Regions from separate parts of the Sus scrofa genome. Here region 1 is linked to region 2. A link is a contact called in public HiChIP or PLAC-seq data. All regions are on one chromosome and are shown on one strand. Each heading gives the region's core, a stretch centred on a gene start, on an enhancer-like site or on the middle of the called end of the contact. The rest is flanking DNA. Distances are from core to core; before and after follow the strand shown. Region 1 holds the start of LOC100522725 (cytochrome c oxidase subunit 8A, mitochondrial). Region 2 holds the start of MACROD1 (MACRO domain containing 1).

The links. HiChIP or PLAC-seq counts read pairs in DNA pulled down with a chosen protein or histone mark.
Region 1: a contact with region 2 is called in an H3K27ac HiChIP or PLAC-seq map of skeletal muscle. The contact joins the promoter of LOC100522725 here to the promoter of MACROD1 in region 2. A contact is called at or near these places in 4 of 5 promoter capture datasets (fetal liver, liver and skeletal muscle), 2 of 47 Hi-C or Micro-C datasets (both in liver) and 2 of 2 datasets of contacts at active chromatin or transcription factors (alveolar macrophages and skeletal muscle).

What each region holds. Positions count from the first base shown.
Region 1 is chr2:8,099,580-8,104,796 of Sscrofa11.1, reverse strand. LOC100522725 (cytochrome c oxidase subunit 8A, mitochondrial) reads left to right here and starts at 1,484. Exons shown (of 2, transcript XM_003122583.5): 1 at 1,484-1,708; 2 at 2,855-3,188. The coding sequence starts at 1,595. The coding sequence ends at 2,950.
Region 2 is chr2:7,935,191-7,940,643 of Sscrofa11.1, reverse strand. It overlaps MACROD1 (MACRO domain containing 1), which reads right to left and starts at 1,519. Exons shown (of 11, transcript NM_001204770.1): 1 at 1,162-1,519. The coding sequence starts at 1,459. It overlaps STIP1 (stress-induced-phosphoprotein 1), which reads left to right and starts at 1,644. Exons shown (of 15, transcript XM_003353794.4): 1 at 1,644-1,952.

The DNA.
Region 1 (5,217 bases), core at 235-2,734, 160 kb before region 2:
AGATGGTCCCTAGGCTAGAGGCGGAGGCCACAGCTGTGGCAGTCCTACCACAGGGGCTGCTGGGCACAGAGGTGGCAAAAGGCTTCCTGAGACAGTGCTGCCCCTTCCCTTCCTTTCACATCATGGCACTTCTCATTAAGTGTCCGTCTCTGACTCTGGAATGTCAGTTCTGTGATAAGGGAGTCCTTGGTCACCTTGCTCAGTCTGTGTCCAGAACAGTTCCTGGCACACAGCAGGGACTAGTAAATATTTGTTTTGTGTGTGTGTGTTTTGTTTTTTGTCTTTTTTTTTTTTTGTCTTTTTAGGGCCACACCTACGGCATATGGAAGTTCCCAGGCTAGGTGTCAAGTCAGAGCTGTAGCTGCCAGCCTACACCACAGCTGCAGCAACACAGGATCCGAGCCTCGTCTGTGATCTACTCCACAGCTCACAGCAACACCCGATCCTTAACCCACTCAGTGAGGCCAGGGATCAAACCCAAAACCTCATGGATACTAGTTAGGTTCATTAACTGTTGAGCCACGAGGGGAACTCCAATATTTGTTGACTAAAGTTAGTTGTATCAGTAAGTGGAGGCCTGGAAGGAGGAGTTTCAGTGGTGAAAAAGAAAGGCTAGGTAGGTAAGAGCTGAAAAAGTGTTCTATAGAACACAAGATCCGAAGAAACAAAAGACTTGGGATGGGGGAGTGGGGGTGCAGGGAAGAACCACAGAGCCAGGAGGGTAGAATAGGCTGGACAGTGACATTCAGGAATTGAGATTTTTGTCTAGTAAGCAATGAGGAGCCACGGGTTTTTAAAGTAGGTGTAATGACTGGACTTGGTTAGATTTATGTTTAAAGGGAGGGGAGTTCCCATCGTGGCTCAGCAGGTTAAGAACCTGACTAGTATCAATGAGGATGTAGTTTCAATCCCCGGCCTCTGCCAATGTGTTGAGGATCCGGCAAAGGCAGCAAGCTGTAGCTCGGATTTGGAGTCAGTCCCTGTGGCTGTGGCATAGGCCCGTAGCTGCAGCTCTGATTGGACCCCTAGCCTGGGAACTTCCATATGCCGCAGGGGCGGCCCTGAAAAAATAAAGACAAGGGAGGAAGGTCGGGAGAAAGGTCGGCTGCTACCGCATGGAGACAGGAAGTGGAGAGCAGAATAGTAGACGGGGAGATTCCATAAGGAAGTTCCAGACATTCAGGTCAGAAATAAAGGAAGCCTGGCGGGAAGAGGGGATTACTGAATAGAGATTTGAGAATGAATGGAGGGAGGAGTCAAGGGTGCCGCCTAGGCTGTTGGCTTATGTGATTGGGTAGTCACATCTGGCACTCACGAAGATGGACTGCCTTGGAGGCGGGACATGAAGGGAAGTAACTCCGCCCCCGTGCTCCGCCCTTCGGTGGTAAGATGGAGTCGATTGGCTGTTTTGAGGAAGGCGCCAAAAACTGACAGGGGCCAGCAGGAGGTGAATCCCTACGTCACTTCCTAGGGACTTCCGGGCCGCTCTTCTCCCCTGCCTCCGCAGCCGCGGAACTTCCGGCTGAGGCCGCCATTTTGACTTCGCGACCTTGGGCTCCGGCTGCGAGCTGTTTGCAGGCGGCTGTTTGCCGTGATGTCCGCGCTGACTCCGCTGCTGCTCAGGGGCCTGACAGGCCCGGCCCGACGGCTCCTGGTGCCACGTGCCCAGGTTCATTCCAAGCCGCCGCGGGAGCAGCTCGGGTCCATGGTAAGGAGCAGGCCGCGAAGGGCCTGGGAGATGCCGCGGGCCCTGCCGGGGGCCCTCAGCATAGCAGGGAGCAGCAGCACTGGTTTGGGCAGGTCTGGGGGGCGCAAACGAGGGGACGGTGCCCGGGCGACAGACGGTGCTCAGTCAGTCCAGCCCTGACTCCTTCGCTGTGCACGCTCGAGCAAGCTTCCATTGCTCTGCCTGAGCCTGTTTACACCTTGGCTTATTGAAGGGGGTGGGGGTGGCTGACGGCTGTCGGCGCTTTTAATTATTGGGGGGGGGTCAGGAGGACCCCAGTAGGCCTTAGTAATTCTCAGAAATATGGGAGAGTTTAACCCTTCATGACTTTCACCTGTTTGGCCCTTTTCTGCAATTGCCTCAGTGGCAGCAGTCGGCCTTGAATGCGAGCTTTCAGAGTCCAGGTTAGTGGACCTGCGGTTAGGAGCAGAGCCTGGAGAGCGCAGCGGGTGGAGGAATAACAGTGACAGTAGTTGCAGCTGAGTGGCTGCTGTGTGCCAGGCACGGTGCTAGGACTGCCGGGCTGGTCTCCTTCGGTCCTGCCAGTGACCCCAGGAAAGGGCCGTTAATCTCCATTTCGTGGTTGACCAAGCGAAGTGGCAAAGAAGGCATTTGAACTCAAGCCTGACCCCTGGTTGTGTGAGTTGTTTCTTTGTTTTTTTTAGGGTCTCTCCCGCAGCATGCGGAAGGTCCCAGGCTTGGGGTCTAATCAGAGCTGCAGCTGGCAGCCTACGCCACAGCTCAGGGCAACGCCGGATCCTTAACCCGCTGAGCGAGGCCAGGGATCCAACCCGCGTCCTCATGGGAGGGGGAGGTGCTTTTTTTTTTAGAGTTACTGGTCTATGCAAGGTTCCTAGGTCCCAGCATACCTGCTCTAGGACACGTTTAAATCCTTGTTCCTGTCCCTTCACTGTCATCTGGTGGTAGGTTTCACCATGGATCCTGACCCCCAGGCTGACCCCCCACCCCCACATCTGACTCTTTACCTTAAGGGCTCAAGGGCGCCGTGGATCTGCTACCGCCCTCCCCTCCCCTCCCCTGGAGCCTGAATCTTGGTTCCTGGAGGGGCTTTCTGCTGTTTGAGAAGCCTGTGGAAGCCTTACTCTGGGGGTTCCTTCTCCTGTGCAGGATGTCACCATCGCGCTCACCGCCTGCTTCGTGAGTTTCCTCCTGCCCGCGGGCTGGGTCCTGTCACACCTGGACAGCTACAAGAAGCGGGAGTGAAGGGAGCTGCCCTCGCTCACTCGCGCTGTGACCTGGCCACCCCAGCCTGTCCTGACATGTCTGCTGCATCCCTGGCCGGCCTCCTTGGGATCATGTCCTTCAGTTACAGTGACCTCTTCTGCAGCCATGACCTCTCCATTCCTCCATGGTGACATCCTGGGACCACATGTATTGGTTTATAAGGCCTGCTTGGTAGGGCCTCCCTTGTAACAATAAAGTCTGTTTAAACCCTGCTGCAGAAACTCCTCATGCCTTGGAACCTGGGCTCCGTCTCCTACTCGCGCTGAGGATGGTGTTGGGTGGGGTGTGGAGAGGAGGGCCTGGCCGCCCCATGGTCCTGCCGGCTCCCTGCGCTGTGGTGGGTCGGGTGTGCTCAGCCATTATCCTTGCTGCTTTGTGTGCTTGCCTCTGTTTACATGGCTTCTGGCTTCTGTGGAGGACAAACCCTGTTGTCATTGGGCAGCCTTTCCTGCTTCCCCTCTAGCTCTCTTGTTTTTGCCGAGCCCAAGACCCTGTGTCTGTCTGTCCAGTGGGGTCCACTCTGCGGCTGGAAGCCCTCTCTCTGCAGGACCAGCCTTCCCTGTCCTTGGTCGGTGGACTCCAGCCACTTCTCAGGTGCTCATGGCCTTTCCCGGGGGGGGGCAGGTCACATTATTATAGAATCTTGCATCTTTTTATTTTCCTTTGTCTTTTTGCCTTTTCTAGGGCCACTACCGCAGCACATGGAGGTTCCCAGGCTAGGGGTCTAAATGGAGCTGTAGCTGCCGGCCTTCGCCATGGCCACAGCAACGCCAGATCCGAGCCATGTCTGCGACCTACACCACAGGTCACGGCAACGCCAGATCCTTAACCCACTGAGCAAGGCCAGGGATCGAACCCGCAACCTCATGGTTCCTGGTCGGATTTGTTAACCACTGCGCCACGACGGGAACTCCGAATCTTGCATCTTTATGTCAGCCTGGGACCCCTTTCCTTCTAGCGCTGCATCTGGGGTAAATTCTTAGACACCAACTGGCTTTCTTGTTCTCCCTGCCTGCTTCCCCGGCCCCGGCCCTCCTTGACTTGGAGAATCGCTGCTCCCCAGGGTCCTTCCGCAGTGATTCTTGCCTGGGTGCCTCCTTAGCTGGGACAGGCACGTGAAGCACTTGCTCCCGCTGAGCTGGAATTCTGACTGCCAGTGTGGAAGGAAGGCTCCAACCTGGTCCTATCTCTGGAGGAGGATGAGGCTTTCGTTCTCCTGTGCATCCTCTTTGTGGGGGTGACCTGAATGATTTCTGAGCAGACACAGGTTCAGTGTCACCTGTGGAGCTGCCGGATGGAGGGCGAAGATGCCGGGTAAGAGCTGAAGGGTTCTAGGGTGTGGGTGGCTTTAGGCCCAGGTTGTCTGAATACTCCTCTCTCCAGCCCCTGTTTCCTGATTGATGTTGACTGGAGGTTCCCAGCTAGGGGTCAATTGGAGCTGTAGCCGCCGGCCTATGCCAGAGCCACAGCAACACCAGATCTGAGCCAAGTCTGCAACCTACACCACAGCTCAACAGCAACGCCGGATCCTTAACCCACTGAGCAAGGCTGGGGACCGAACCTGCAACCTCATGGCTCCTAGTTGTATTCATTAACCACTGCGCCACGATGGGAACTCCTGTCTAGTCTTTTTGGCGGGTGTCCAGTACCCCCTGGTTGCTGTGGGCACAGATTAGGCCGTGAGTCTCTGAGAGGAGAGCTGTCTTTCGTATGGTAGCTCTGCCCTGCCAAGGCGTTTGATTTGGTGTCTCCCTATTTTTGTGCCCCTGGAGCCCAAAGGGATGCAGTGATCCCCTTGGCCCAGGACAGCTACCTTCGTCCAAAGGTGTGCATCTCGACCCGCCTCCCAGACTGCGAGGCCGCTTCGTCAGGACCCTTGCTCTCCCACTGCCAGCAGCTGCTGCAGTGTCTTGAAGGGGCAGGACCATAGATTTGGGTGAATGGGAGAGTTTACCATGTGAGCAAGCTGTTGTGCTGGAAGCCCCTCCTCCCTTGTCCTTTACTGGGCCTTACCTCTGATCACCTTGCTGTGTCCCTTCTTCCTGACCATGTCAGAGGCCTGGGGGCCGCCTTATGTGCAAGCAAGTTGCTTGTCCTCCTGGAAAGCAGTGTCTGGCTGGCTGTCATTATCCTGCGTCTGGAGGCGTGGATGTCTGCCCTAGGGTGCACACGGGCTGGAGGGGTGGCTGCCTTCGTGGCAGGTGATGTGTCAGCAGAGGACTGCGGGAGTTCCCTTGTGGCCTAGC
Region 2 (5,453 bases), core at 270-2,769:
AGCAAAGTCAAGTGCCTCCTGCCGGCGCTTTAAGATCCCCGGGAGGGTGCCGCAGTTCCTGACAGGGGCAAGTCATCTTGAACTCCACCTCCAATCCCGAGAGGACGCCGTCTGCTGGCCCCCAACCACACCCCGCCCCAGGCCTGCCTTCCCAGCCCCATTGGCTGAAACCCACTCCACCACATGGGCCCAGCCAATGAGCTGCCGTCCCTGCCCTTTTGAAAGGGGATCCAGCCGGGAATGGTCACAAGAGCCCAGGGAGCAGGCCCTGAAGGGCAGGGGCAGCTGGGGCTATTTGCGGCTCCGCAGGTCAGGTTGCTTTGCCTTCCCTGTTCGGTCCAGGCCCAGAGTCCAGCCCTGGGCCTCATGCCCACCAGGACTCATGCCCTGCCCCTGAGCAGGAGGAAATGGCTTGATTCCTGGGGGTGGGCGGGAGGGGGTGTCACTGTTCTCAGACAAAATGCACTATCTCTGCCATGCCCTCCAGCTCCTCTGCCCTGTGCTCCCCAGGAATGAGACAGAAACTGCTCACAAGTGGCCAGAGGCCAGCGATAAGGGCAAAAGGGCACCAGACCACGTGCCCAGAGAGGCAGGCTCCCAGGGTAGCGATGGGGGGGATCCCGCCTGCACAGAGAGGCCCCTCCTCTTGGCCATCTGATCCCACCAGGTGGGACACCAGCCCCAGAGCTGTTCCCTCTGCCCATTCCCTGCCACTCTGCCTAAAATGCCATCACTTGAGAAACCGTACTTTGCAAAGCCTGGGGAGTTCAGAGCCTTCTTTCAGATCTGAAGCAAACTCCGAGTGACCTTGGGCTCCTGGGTTCAGGCACTGAGCCTCAGTTTCCCTTCTGCACAACAGAGTAGGCAGCAGGCCCTCGATGATCTCCGCAGGTGCCGTGTGACCCATCCCAGCGAGGGGAGGCCACCCTCCTCACACACCCCTCGACTGGGGACCTAGACCTGGTCTGGTGCTAGGTGGTTCAAGGCACTGGGCACATGGGGGGCGTGGCTGTGAAGGGGGGGTGTCCCTACCAGGGGACAGGGGGTCTTAACTTCCCCAGGTCTCTGGGGTGGACGAGGCTGCTGGTGGGGTGCCGTCCAGCCGGTGAAGGCCCAAGTAGGGCTGCCCTCGGCCCTCGCCCCCCTCCTGCTTACACTTACATTTTGCCTCCTTCCAGTCGGTGGAGGTGCTCAGGTCCACCTTCGCCGCCATGGCCAGGGGGGCCCAGGTGCGCACCCCGGCTCTCCGCCCCACTGCTGCCGCCCCCCCAGCCCCAACTCCCGCTGGGGTCCGCGCGCCGGAGTCGTACGCGCCCAGGGACGCCGGGGGACCGCACGCACTGCTGCGGGTCCGCGTGGCACCCGCTGAGGGGCCGGGCCAGGGGCGCGGGGCGCCGAGCAGCTGCCCCGCCGCGCGCAGCTGTGCCAGGCGGCCGGACACTCGGCTCTGCAGAGACATGAGCGGGCGGCGCAGGGCGGCTCCCCGCCCACTTGGACTCTATTTACGGTGCTAGGAGAGTCTCTCCCTTATTTACACGGGGACCGGGTGGCTCGTGCCAGCCCGCGGCGACCTGCTCGGGAGCCAGCGAGCCGCGCGGCCAGAAAACCCGGGCGCGCCGCTGGGCACCCTGGAACTTGTAGTCCCGGCCGCCGGAGGGGCCCGCACACTCCTATACACACGTGCGCGCCCCGCCTGGGCCTGCGTGGGTCGAGCCGCACGCAAGCCCTGCTCTCGGAGGGTCGCCGGCAGCCGTGCGCTCTTTCGGGATTGGCCCAGCCACCGCCAACTTCCTGGGCCGAGGCGCCTCCCGCGCGCGACCCCGGCCCCCCTCCGCCCCTCGGTACAGAGCCGAGCGCAGCTCCCCAGGGGTCAAGCGGCCCCACCCTGTCCCCAGTTCCTGAGAGCCGCGGGTCCCAAGCGGCCCTGGGAAGGTGACGAGTGGCACGAACAGGTATGTCCGGTTGGGCAACTTTCCCCAGGCCGCTGAGCGGCTGCCTCTTAGCCCCAGGGGCAGAGATGCGCGGGGCCGCGCGGGGCCGCGGCTGGAACCAAAGCTAGAGCAGCTGAGGAGGCAAAGCTGGAAATCTTGGAATTTGAAGGCAAAAAACTAGAGCTCCAAGAGCGTTCTTGGGTGGAAGAATTGGGATGATTTTTTTCTTCATATTTTTCCTAATTTCTTACAAGGACTGTAAAGGTAGATTTTTAAAATACATTGTCTTTCTATACCATTTTATTATTGGATAAATATAATAGTGCATATTTTTAAAACCTGGGACAAGGAGCCAGGGTTCCAGAGAAGGTTTTAGTACCAGCTCTGCTCACTCTTACCCTTGTGACTTGCTTCTTGGGCTGTAAATTAGGAGGAAGGATTTCCTGATGTGGCTCAGCGGAAACGAATCTAACTAGTATCCATGAGAACGCAGGTTCCATCCCTGGCCTTGCTCAGTGGGTTAAGGATCCAGCGTTGCTGTGTGTAGGCCGGCAGCTACAGCTCCGATTCGACCCCTAACCCAGGAACCTCCATATGCCTCTGGTGCAGCCTTATAAAGACAATTAAAAAAAAAAAATTAGGAGGAAGACATAGTTCAGGTCTAGCTGGTTGCAGACCTGCTTCTGTGTACCTGGCCTCTCTGGTGCTGTGTAGCAGGAACCCTGGACAGGACTGCAGGGAGGATCACAGAACAGCCCCCTGTGGATGCAGCTGACGTCACCATGGTTCCCAAGAAAGGATCAGCAGCAGACCTGTAGACCGGGAGGTAGACAGTGATCAGCCCTGGGAGGGAGGGTAGAGAGGGACCATCATAAACCAGGGGACAGGAAGCCACTTGTTGCTTCTCCAGTAACTCAGCCGTGTAAGAAGGGCCTTGCCAACTGCATCCAGGACAGCAACCACCCACAGGGTACGAGGTACCAGCCCTTGCCAAGATAAGCCCTCTACAACCATTTGCTCTCCCTTTCTTAACTCAATATGTGTTCCTGGCGAGGCAGCACTGCCCCAGAGCACAGATAAGAAGCCAGGACTGGCTCAAGGCCAACACGGCCTTTGAGGGTCAGAGCCCAGGCTGAGCTCAAGGTTGTTTGGTTCCCATCTGTGGTCTGGAAAGTCATTAGGCAGATGTAACTGATTCAGGCAATGAAGCATGTGGGTGACCCTGTGTTTGAGTTTCCTATTGTTGCTATAACAAATTATCATAAATTTAGCAGCTTAAAGAACAAACAAAATTCATTTTCCTAAAGTTCTGTAGGTTAGAAGTCTGAGCTGAGTCTCACTGAGCTAAAATCACGGTGTCAGCACCAGCTTCCAGAGACCACCCCCCTTCTTCGACTCTCGGCCCTCTTCCTCCATCTTCAAAGCCAGCAGTGTCGCATAACTCAGACCAGTCTTCCCTAGTGGCTTTTCCCTCTGACTTGCTTCTGCTTCCCTCTTGCATTTTTCAAGGACCTGTGCGATTACGGTGAATTCACCAGGATAATCCAGGATCATCTCCCCACTTAAACTCCGCTGATTAGCAACCTTAATGCCATCTATGCCCTTAACTCCCTTTTGCCCGTAAGGCAGCATATTTACAGGCTCCGGGGATTAGGATGCAGACATCTTTGGGGGTCGTTATTCTACTTACTACACCCTTCCTGGCAAAGTCTAGGGAGGAGGACAAGGAGAAGCAGGGAACCCGGCAGTAGAAACTCTCAGTGCCTATCAGGAGGCTGCCTTCTGTATGGTCTGAAATTCGTCTCCCAAGGCTAGGCCATTGAATCACCCTGGACATCCTGGGCATCTGAGTTGGTTTGTCTGTTTTTCTTTCTTTTTTTTTTTTTTTTTTTTGGCCACACCTGCAGCATGCAGAAGTTTCCAGGCCAGGGGCTAAACCCACACCACAGCTGTAACCAGAGCCACAGCAGTGCCAACACCGGATGCTTTTTTTTTTTTTTTTGCTTTTTAGGGCCACATCCACGGCACATGGACATTCCCAGGCTAGGGGGCTAATCAGAGCTGCAGCTGCCAGCCTGCTATGCCACAGCCATGCCAGATCCAAACCACATCTGCAACCGACACCACAGCTCATGGCAATGCCAGATCCTTAACCCACTTAAAGATCCCATCCTTAATGCCAGAGATCGAACCCACGTCCTCATGGATATTAGATTTGTTTCCACTGAGCCACTATGGGAACTCCCGTTTCTTTTTGCCAGGATTTAGCTCTGTTCTCACACAGCAGTCAGGATGGAGAAGGCCCCAGCCATAGCCCACCAAGTTCTGGTCTAAAGAGAGACTGGGCCCCACACTCAGATGGGTCTAGGCAGGGAGGTATGGTTCTGACTTGGCAAGGCAGGACCTCTTCACAGAGTTTCAGCCCTGAACCTTTTATTTACTTATATATTTTTGGCCTCACCTGAGGCTTGTGGAAGTTCCCAGGCCAGGGATCGAACCCACACCATAGAAGCAATCCAAGGCATAGAAATGACAACACCAGATCCTTAACCTGCTGCACCACAAGGGAACTCTCTCAGCTGGACCTTTTAGAAAAGGTAAAATTTTGCCTACCAAAAATGTGTGTGTCAGGAGCATTCCAGGCCAAGGGACCCACAGAAGCCAAATGGTGGAAAAGTCTATGGAATGCTGAATTTTAGGTGGGGCCATAATAGCCGGTGTTATCTGTTGAGGATTTTTAATGCTGGAGAGGGGCTTTCATACAGAGAAAAGCTAGCTGCTACTGCCTGTGTTTAAATTAACACTGTATTTATTAAAATTATAAATTTAAAAACTAGTTTTTCTTAAACATCCAAATGCAACTTGCAAATCTAGTTTTCTATTTATAAATCTGATTTTTGTATAAACATAAGAACAACTACCTTCATTTAGTCTTTGGTGAATATTTAATTAACTCACAGGTTCAACAGATTAAATTCTAAAAATGAACGCCAGTTACAAACTTAGGTAATTAAATTCTTTAATAGATTTTAAACTGCATTCTACAGAGTTGAAATAACTTGTCCTGGGAGTTCCCGTCGTGGCTCATGGGTAGCAAACCCGACTAGTACCTGTGAGCACACACATTCGATCAGTGGGTCAAAGATCCGGTATTGTCATGAGCGGCAGTGCAGACCAGCAGCTACAGCACCAATTCAGCCCCTAGCCTGGGAACTTCCATGTGCCTCAGGTGTGGCCCTAAAAAGACAAAAAAAAAAAGGAAATAACTAGTCCTCTCAAACGCCTCACACTCTCAGCAGAAGAGACTTACACATTTAACAGGCATATTTTTTTTGTTGTTCATTTTTCTTTACAAACAGGGAGGGAACAGGGGGTGAAGACCCCTTCATTTCCCACCTTATCCAGCCCCTCCCAAGCCAAGCATATTTTTTTTATAATCATTACTAATTCCCATACACAAGTAGATTAAACTTATAAATATAGTAAATAAGTTCTCCTAAATACTCAAATGCTGCTTATGAA